Linked DNA regions of Mus musculus: region 1 is linked to region 2. A link is a contact called in public promoter capture Hi-C data. All regions are on one chromosome and are shown on one strand. Each heading gives the region's core, a stretch centred on a gene start, on an enhancer-like site or on the middle of the called end of the contact. The rest is flanking DNA. Distances are from core to core; before and after follow the strand shown.

Region 1 (3,672 bases), core at 1,140-3,639, 140 kb after region 2:
CTGTCTCCTCTTCCTTTCCAGACTCAATGTTTTCTGCCCTCTGAACAAAGTAGATGCAAAAACCCCACTCTAAGGTGATGCTCGGGTTTTCTTCTTATGGATTTTTATTTCAAGTCCGCAGACGGATGGATGTGAATATAGGGCCCAGTCCCTATCCTTGGTGCTGAGAGTCTTATGATGTGATAAATGGTTTAATAAATGTCGAGATAATGGTAATTGTGGATAATAAAATGCTATCTGGGAATCCACTACTGTCATCTCAGGTAATAGGAGGACTCCACAGTCATCCCAGTTTATTCGTATGTGACGCATCTTCAGGCTCTGAAAGAGATAGTTCTAAGTTTTTATTACTTAACATACATGGGTCTCACCCATAGATAGGATAATAAAAGAATCCGTTTATCCAGGAGGGCTCTGGTGAGGACTGGGTGGGATAAAGACCAGCGTGTGATGGTGAAGTCACACTGCGATGGTGTGAATGGTTCAATTTGGTTTTCCTAAAGCTTTCCAGGGTTAACCTCTTAGCCCACCCTCCCAGCCTATATCCCGGCCTTGTGAGTTTTGGACAAGCCAGGATGGATGGTCATCCATGAGTCAGGAACTCAGAACACCCTCTCTGAACACAGTGGCTAATCTTTCCTTCCTTCTTTTCTTCCTTCCTTCCTTCCTTTCTTCCTTCCTTTCTCTCTCTCTCTCTCTCTCTCTCTCTCTCTCTCTCTCTTTCTCTTTCTTTCCTTCATTTTATTTATTTTTATTTATATGAGTACACTGTAGCTGTTTTCAGACACACACCAGAAGAGTGCATGGGACCCTATTACAGATGGTTGTGAGCCACCATGTGCTTCCTGGGAATTGAACTCAGGACCTCTGGAAGAACAGTCAGTGTTCTTAACTGCTGAGCCATCTCTCCAACCTGGCCAATCTTCTTTCAAAGATGAAAAATGGAAAATAAAATTCTTGACATGATATAAGGGGCACAGGCATCATTCGGAAAAAAAACCCTTCATGGTCATATAGTTAAGATATGAGATATATACACAAGACCTAGGCAGCCACAGGCTGTATTTTAATTTCAATCGTTCCTTCAATTCTTTAGTCAACCAATCCAACCTCATAGAATTACATTCTAGAGGAGAACACAGGCCAGTCATACATTTCAGATTGTGAAAACTGGTCTTAGTGACTCACACTGTCAGGTCGATGAGTTGATTTTCTAGAGATTTCCATGAATGCATCTATTAAAAAATGACAGTGATGTTTTCTTGCAAGGTGCACACTGTGCGGTCAGTAGAGTACCAGCCCTAGAGGAGGGATGGGTAAAATAACCAAGTCTGGTCTGATATAACAATCTTTCTTCTCTAACAATGAAATAACCTTAAGATGAAAGTAGTAAGGCATTGTTTCCTTTGCTCTGTCCCAAGGAATGGTCCACAACTGGCAGGCTCCTGACCAAGCAGGTGGCCTGCCCTGGGCAACAACACACACAAAGACCCAGAATCGTCAATTTCTAGTAATCACCATCCGAAAGAAAGGTAAAAAGAAGGTCTTTCTGTGCTCCCATCAGGATATTGAGTTATCTTTTGTTTTCATTTTGGCACAGAAAGAAAATTCAGAATCAGTTACTTCATCTCAAATACAATAATCTTCTGGTATTGTATTTACCATAACATGTCATAGAGAAAGCGGATATTTCTGCCGGGAGCCTGGGCCCTTGCAGGGAGACAGACTTTTTTCAGCAGCCCCGTGTAATAAGCTCAAGAGAGCTCCATGCTGGGCTAAACGGCAGCCTTCCACCCCCACCTGCGCAGCAAACTGAACAGGAGGCAACCTTTAGGAAAACAGGATTAGATTTCACAAAAAGATATGGGGAGGGATACAAAACCTCTCCTCTGGGTCCCCAGCAAAATTCAAAGAACAAAGGAGCCAGCGGCGGCCATGTCTTTCAAAGAAGAACCCTCGGAGAAGAGACGTCTCCGCTGGGCTTCGACTTCTTTCCTATGGAGAAATTTTGGTGGCTCATTTTAAACAAGATCTTTACAGAGTTAAGTGCTTTATTTCACGTAATTAAAATTTTTTCTCTCGAGGATACCTTTCAGGGCAGTCTCGAGCTGTTTAGATTTAGTAAGAAAGGCTGTAATCAGGTACAAAGAAGAAAGGAGGGTTTATTTTTGGTCTGAGGCCCAAGCGGGACAGACCTGCCCGTGGCCAGCCCTGGACAATGTTCCCGAGGCTCAGGTGTCAGGAGCCTGGTTGACAAGAATGGCCTCAAGGCTATGCTAGAGCCTGTTTCCAGGAGCGTATTATTTTCATCCCACCCTCCCCTTTTGCTTCTTTCTTGACACTGCAGTATAAGCTAGGCTATTTCTTAAAGGAATGTAGTGCAAAAGTTATGGGTCTTGCTCTCCTAAAATGTTGCCCAAGATTTGAAAACCTGCCCAAAGCAGTAGTGATCTGATACTTCAAATGGGGAAAATAACCTCAATCGTTGTTCCCTTGGCATTGGAGGCTGGGGAGTGTCAGAGAGATGGCACATCTGTTTTCCTTTTCTTTCTTTTCCTTCTGAATGGGGAGTTTGCCTGCGAATCATCCTAGCAGGGGTGAGAAAGTAGAGGCACACATGGGGGTGGGTGGGTCTCCTCATTGAGAGCCATGCACAGGTGTGAAGGGCTTGATGTATCTGCTCAATATTCACATGCTGAATTAGGACTCCCGAGATCACATAGTGTGACAGTATTTGGAGACATAGCCTTCAAAGAAGAGATTAAGGTAAAATAAGGACACGAAAGCGGGCCTCCTCCATGATCACCAAAGTTCACAGGAAGAGACCATTTAGAAACAAACGCAGTGAGGCCAGACTTGATGGATCACGAGGCAGCCGTCTACAAGCCCAAGACATCAAACTAACACCCATGACACCTTGATTCTGGACTTGCAGCCTCCAGTACTGGGAGGGGAACAAACCTCATTTGAATTAGACCATCCTTTTTGTTCTAGCTGTCCTACCAAGGGTGTTTGCCAGGTTTGATGTCAATTTCCACCACAGATGTATGATGGCTGCAGATCAGGGAAGGGGAACTGTGTTTTGTTCTCTGAGTTTATTCCTTTTTTTCTTATTTAATTATCTTTTTGCCCTTCCCTGTTCATCTTCCAAACTCGTCCATAAGTCCTTCCACTCCCCTTAAAATTCATGCTCTTATTCAAATATATCAATATATGTAATATGTATAAATATATGCATGCATATACATATATGAAATGCAGCCTGTTGAGTTCTTTTACAGTTGCATGGTTTTCTTTTCTTTTCTTTTCTTTTCTTTTCTTTTCTTTTCTTTTCTTTTCTTTTCTTTTTAAATGATACTGATCATTTGGGATTGAGTAATCATTTAGGGGGTTCATCTCTAAAAAGACTAATTCTTTTCCTCTCAGTAGCTTTTAATTGCCTGTAGTTCTTCATCTGGTGATGGTGGGGAGGAGTGTCCCCATGTGATTTCCTTCATCCATGTTGGTATGTCAACATTGTTCTGGTTGAAGCAGCTAAATTGTAGAGATTTCATGGGCATAGTTTCCCTGTAAGACTCAACCTTGGAACAGACTTCCTGGTTCTCTGGTCCTCTGGTCCTCTGGCCCTATAATCTTTAACTCCTACTTACACTATGTTTCCTGAGCCTTATA
Region 2 (4,054 bases), core at 1,064-3,563:
AAGAAACAAATAGCTGGAGTGATTCAAAGAGGGCTCCCTGAAGTCTTCCACTCAGCCACACCAGGCAAGCTTGAAGGTCATAAAAATGAGACTGAATTATATTTGGCACATTATGGGAAATCTTAGAGGAGACTTAATTTGGGACAAGGAATCGTCTAATTTTTGTTTTGAAAATTCTACTTTGACTATGGAGCCAAGTACCAGATATGAATACAGGGTCACTGGAAATGAAATAAACCACAAAGAAACCCACCATACTTGTGTTGGCAAGAGCTACTGTGGTGGCAGTGGCTTGGATGAATACATAGAACAGAGGTTTTTTTTTTTTTTTTTTTTTTTTTTTTTTTTGTTTTGTTTTTCGAGACAGGGTTTCTCTGTATAGCCCTGGCTGTCCTGGAACTCACTCTGTAGACCAGGCTGGCCTCGAACTCAGAGATTCGCCTGCCTCTGCCTCCTGAGTGCTGGGATTAAAGGCGTGCGCCACCATGCCCGGCTAGAACAGAGGCTCTTAACATGTAGGTTGTGATCCTTTTGTGGGTCGACTGACCCTTTCACATATATCATACATTTACATTATGATTCACAGCAGTAGCAAAATTATAGTTTTGAAGTAGCAACCAAAATGATTTTATGGTTGGGGTCATCACAACATGAGGAACTGTATGAAAGGGTCACAGCATTAGGAAGGTTGTGAACCACTGGGATAGAAGGTTTGGGTGGAGAAAGTTGGTAGGTTAAGATTGTACCTTTTTGAAAAAAAATAAAAATGATAGTACCTTATGGGTTAGCTGTAGCATGAAGGGAAGAGGGCAAAAGATGACAATCAGATTTCTGGTTTGGGCAGCTGAACAGATGGTGATAATATTCGTTTCCATTTTAAAGATGGTACCCACTGGCAGGAAAAATACCACTGGGAGTCAAGGGTGTTTTTATTTGTAGGAAATAAGTCTGACAGAAAGCATATTAATAGTAGGTGGTAACATTTGCTTGGCTAGAGTTTAAAAACAATCTAGTTTTTTAATGCTCATCAAATAAACATGGGTGAAATTAGTGCAAATACATCCTTAGGAATAGTCAGTTCAGTGTGCAAACTGTAAACAAGCTATACCTCAATGTGAAGCGGGCAAAGAGACTTCATGAGAGTTAATAATCTGCCAGGGTCATCAGAAGACAGGGTCTAAACGTTGGTAATGATCTATAGAGTCAGAATTAGAAAAGCTTCAACGTTCTCACATTCACTATGTGCCAGACACTGCCCTAAGAGGTTATCATCCTTAAAGCTTGTATAGTTCAGCTATCCCAACCTCCCAATACACTTTGATAATAGAGATAGGTGCTGTTACTGGAGATAAGTCGTGCTATCTGTAAAACAGTGCAACCACAAAGCCTTGAGTTGTGTTTCACACACGCTGCTCCAATACAAGTAAGATATACTTCTACTGGGAACAATGACAGTGCAGTGAAAAAACAAAAGTAATCAAGAATTTTGCTGTCAATGACTCATGCGAGGTTTGGCACTAACGTCATTGCCAATGAGCCAGTGATGAACAAACTAAGTTCTAAATACTATGCCTTCAATATATAGATTAGCTGCCCCCCTTCATCTCCATGCGCATTTACTTTGGATGGGATTTGAATAGAAGTGGTGAAAGAAAAAAAAGTGCTACTTTAGCATGATTCACCACACATGTTAGTTGTCTGGGATTATTAAGATCTCAAAGTGATTTGGAAATCCTCACGAAATCTCATCTGACAGCAAAACACTCTTCATTCAATGTTTTCTAAATTACCATTGAAGAAAATCAGCTGTTGGTAAAAATACTCAAATCTACCAGGCTCACTAATGGGTCTAGTGTGACTTTGTAAAGGAGCTGTCACTGTGATAATCAAATAAACACAGGTTCCAGCTCTTACATTCCGAGGAAAAATTCTGTCTGATCATTTCACCTTTTCCAGGGCAAAAAATGACATTTACATCAACCTGCGTCACCAACACACGGTATTTATACTTAGTATGTCATCTTAGTATGTCATCTAGTACTTGTTATTTATTGGCTACGTATCTCAAAGTTCTTGCTCCTGGGAACATTTAATTCCTTACATTTGCAGCCGAAATAGCCTCCTAGTTTGCCAGGAATGCTGACTTTTTTTTTTCTCTTGGGAAATGACTCAACATAGCTAGGAGACTGATTCTTCCTTGCCCCAACCCCCACCCCAAATTTAAGCAAGCCTCCAAACAGCATTATCATTGCTTGATACTTAGAAACACCAAGGTCAGCCAGTCGGAATGCCTGAGATTTCAAGCTTTTGTTTCTGTGAGGCCATTCAAAGGGCATGCTAGAAGCTGGGCTGTGGTTAGAAGTGCTGACGCTTTGCACTCACTAACGTCTAAAAATGTGAAATTCCTGCATTTCAACTCAGCTGGTGGGAAGGAAACTCAAGATGAAGGCAGTGTGCTCTTAGTTTCTCCCCAAAGGCTTAAGCTCTCTGGAGAAGTAGCTCTAGACGTGAGGATGGATGTGGTCTGGTGGCCCTGGTCTTGAAGGATCCTGGCATTTGTCTTTTCACTTATGCTAAGGGTCATGTTTCCTTAGCCATCAAGAAGTCTGCAAACAACCCTGGTGTATATGTCTGATGGAGAAGGACTCAATAGCGAAGGGAATGAGTTCTCTGGGCTGTGGCACTGCTGAGGATATGGACATCTCTATGATGACGAAGTTCTGTATGGGCTTAGCAAGTGCATCACAAAGAACTCGGAAGGAAGAAGAGGGGAATACGGAGGTAAGAAGAGGAGGGGGGCAGGTGTGCTCATGGAATATGGCTAGTAGGAAGCATCTTGGTGGGACTTGAAGCTTCTAGCTCTGGAAGAATGTAGGCCAGGACTGGTCGAACTGTACCAGATGTCTGAAAGATGTGCGTTGGTGGGTGGTCTAAGATGACAGCCCTTGTCTAGTGTCTGCCTAGATGATGTGTAGTCTCGACAGATGAGGTTGTGTCTATGTGAAATGTGTAGTGAGGGATCCTGATCAACTAGCATACACGTCTAAGCCCAGGATTGATTACTTGCAGGTAGAAAATAACAAGGATTGAAAGTCCAAGAGAATGTCATGTACTGGGGCCTATTAGCAAAAAAGAGAGATTCTTCTAAATGACTCTGGCAGTCAGATGGCTAACATCATACTGAGGTAGATGGATGGAGCTCTATTTAGACACTGTATTTATTACTTCTCAAAGTCTTTCTCTTCTGATTCTACAGAATTTGCAAATGATACCTAAATCATTAATTTCAAGCAAGAAGCTTTTCTGGATTCTTCTTTCATTTTGCCTTTAACAAAATAAAGTTAAATGTCACCCGTAAAGTATGCCATCAGAGAGGATGCAAGGCCATTTGCAAGGCTCAGGCCTGTCTTTGCCAATACAGAGAGACATGAAATGAACAGGGCAAAAGTGTCACAACACTGGGGAAGGCAAAAGGCCCATGAAAAACAATGTAAAGACAAGGCTATAGAATTGGGGTTCCAGTTTAAAATACTGATGAATGGTAGGCCTAGAGAACTATGTGGATGATGGAAAAAGACAGTAGATGTAGCTCCAGTTAGCATATATTTATTTATTTCTCTGTACACTATAGCTAGTCAAAACATATTTATGAAACAAACACACATAAGCTACAGCCATCATAGAATAGCATCATAAACTACATACTATATAAAGAAAGAGCCCCTCAGAATCTCTCAGTTCTAGTGCTGAACTAATCTGACATAAGTGAAGATTCAAAAGAGGTTACCCAAAGAGGAACTTTGACCATAATTACTAACCACTAGATTAGGCATCTCCACTAGATTAGGCATCTCTTAATTAATTGTTAATATGAACCAGGCACTGGACTAAAATACATTAGCATTTCTCCTTTAATCCCAAAGAAACAGTGGCTTACGTATTATTAGGGGCCCTTTACATAAAGGAAGGAGCTGAGGGCCTAAGAGTGACATTACTTACCCAGGGCCACAAAACTGCGAAGCAGTAGAGTTAGGTTTTAAGTACAACTCCATGA

Evidence for each region. Capture Hi-C pulls out chosen DNA fragments and counts their contacts.
Region 1: a contact with region 2 is called in a promoter capture Hi-C map of adipose tissue. The contact joins two enhancer-like sites. A contact is called at or near these places in 5 of 39 promoter capture datasets (embryonic stem cells, frontonasal cranial neural crest, hematopoietic stem and progenitor cells and 2 more) and 1 of 9 other capture datasets (adipose tissue).

What each region holds. Positions count from the first base shown.
Region 1 is chr6:92,960,717-92,964,388 of GRCm38.p6, forward strand. The region is part of intron 1 of 9530026P05Rik (RIKEN cDNA 9530026P05 gene); the gene reads left to right. Among named protein-coding and RNA genes, the nearest start is that of Adamts9, 19 kb to the left of the region's middle. Within about 2 kb of position 2,390, at least 8 of the 459 cell types and tissues checked have an H3K27ac peak or open chromatin away from gene starts, as enhancers often do. A contact at or near this core is called in adipose tissue, where this site is marked.
Region 2 is chr6:92,825,323-92,829,376 of GRCm38.p6, forward strand. All of the region lies in intron 28 of Adamts9 (a disintegrin-like and metallopeptidase (reprolysin type) with thrombospondin type 1 motif, 9), which reads right to left. A730049H05Rik (RIKEN cDNA A730049H05 gene) reads left to right here. Exons shown (of 5, transcript NR_169152.1): 2 at 2,595-2,781. Among named protein-coding and RNA genes, the nearest start is that of A730049H05Rik, 11 kb to the left of the region's middle. Within about 2 kb of position 2,314, at least 38 of the 459 cell types and tissues checked have an H3K27ac peak or open chromatin away from gene starts, as enhancers often do. A contact at or near this core is called in adipose tissue, where this site is marked.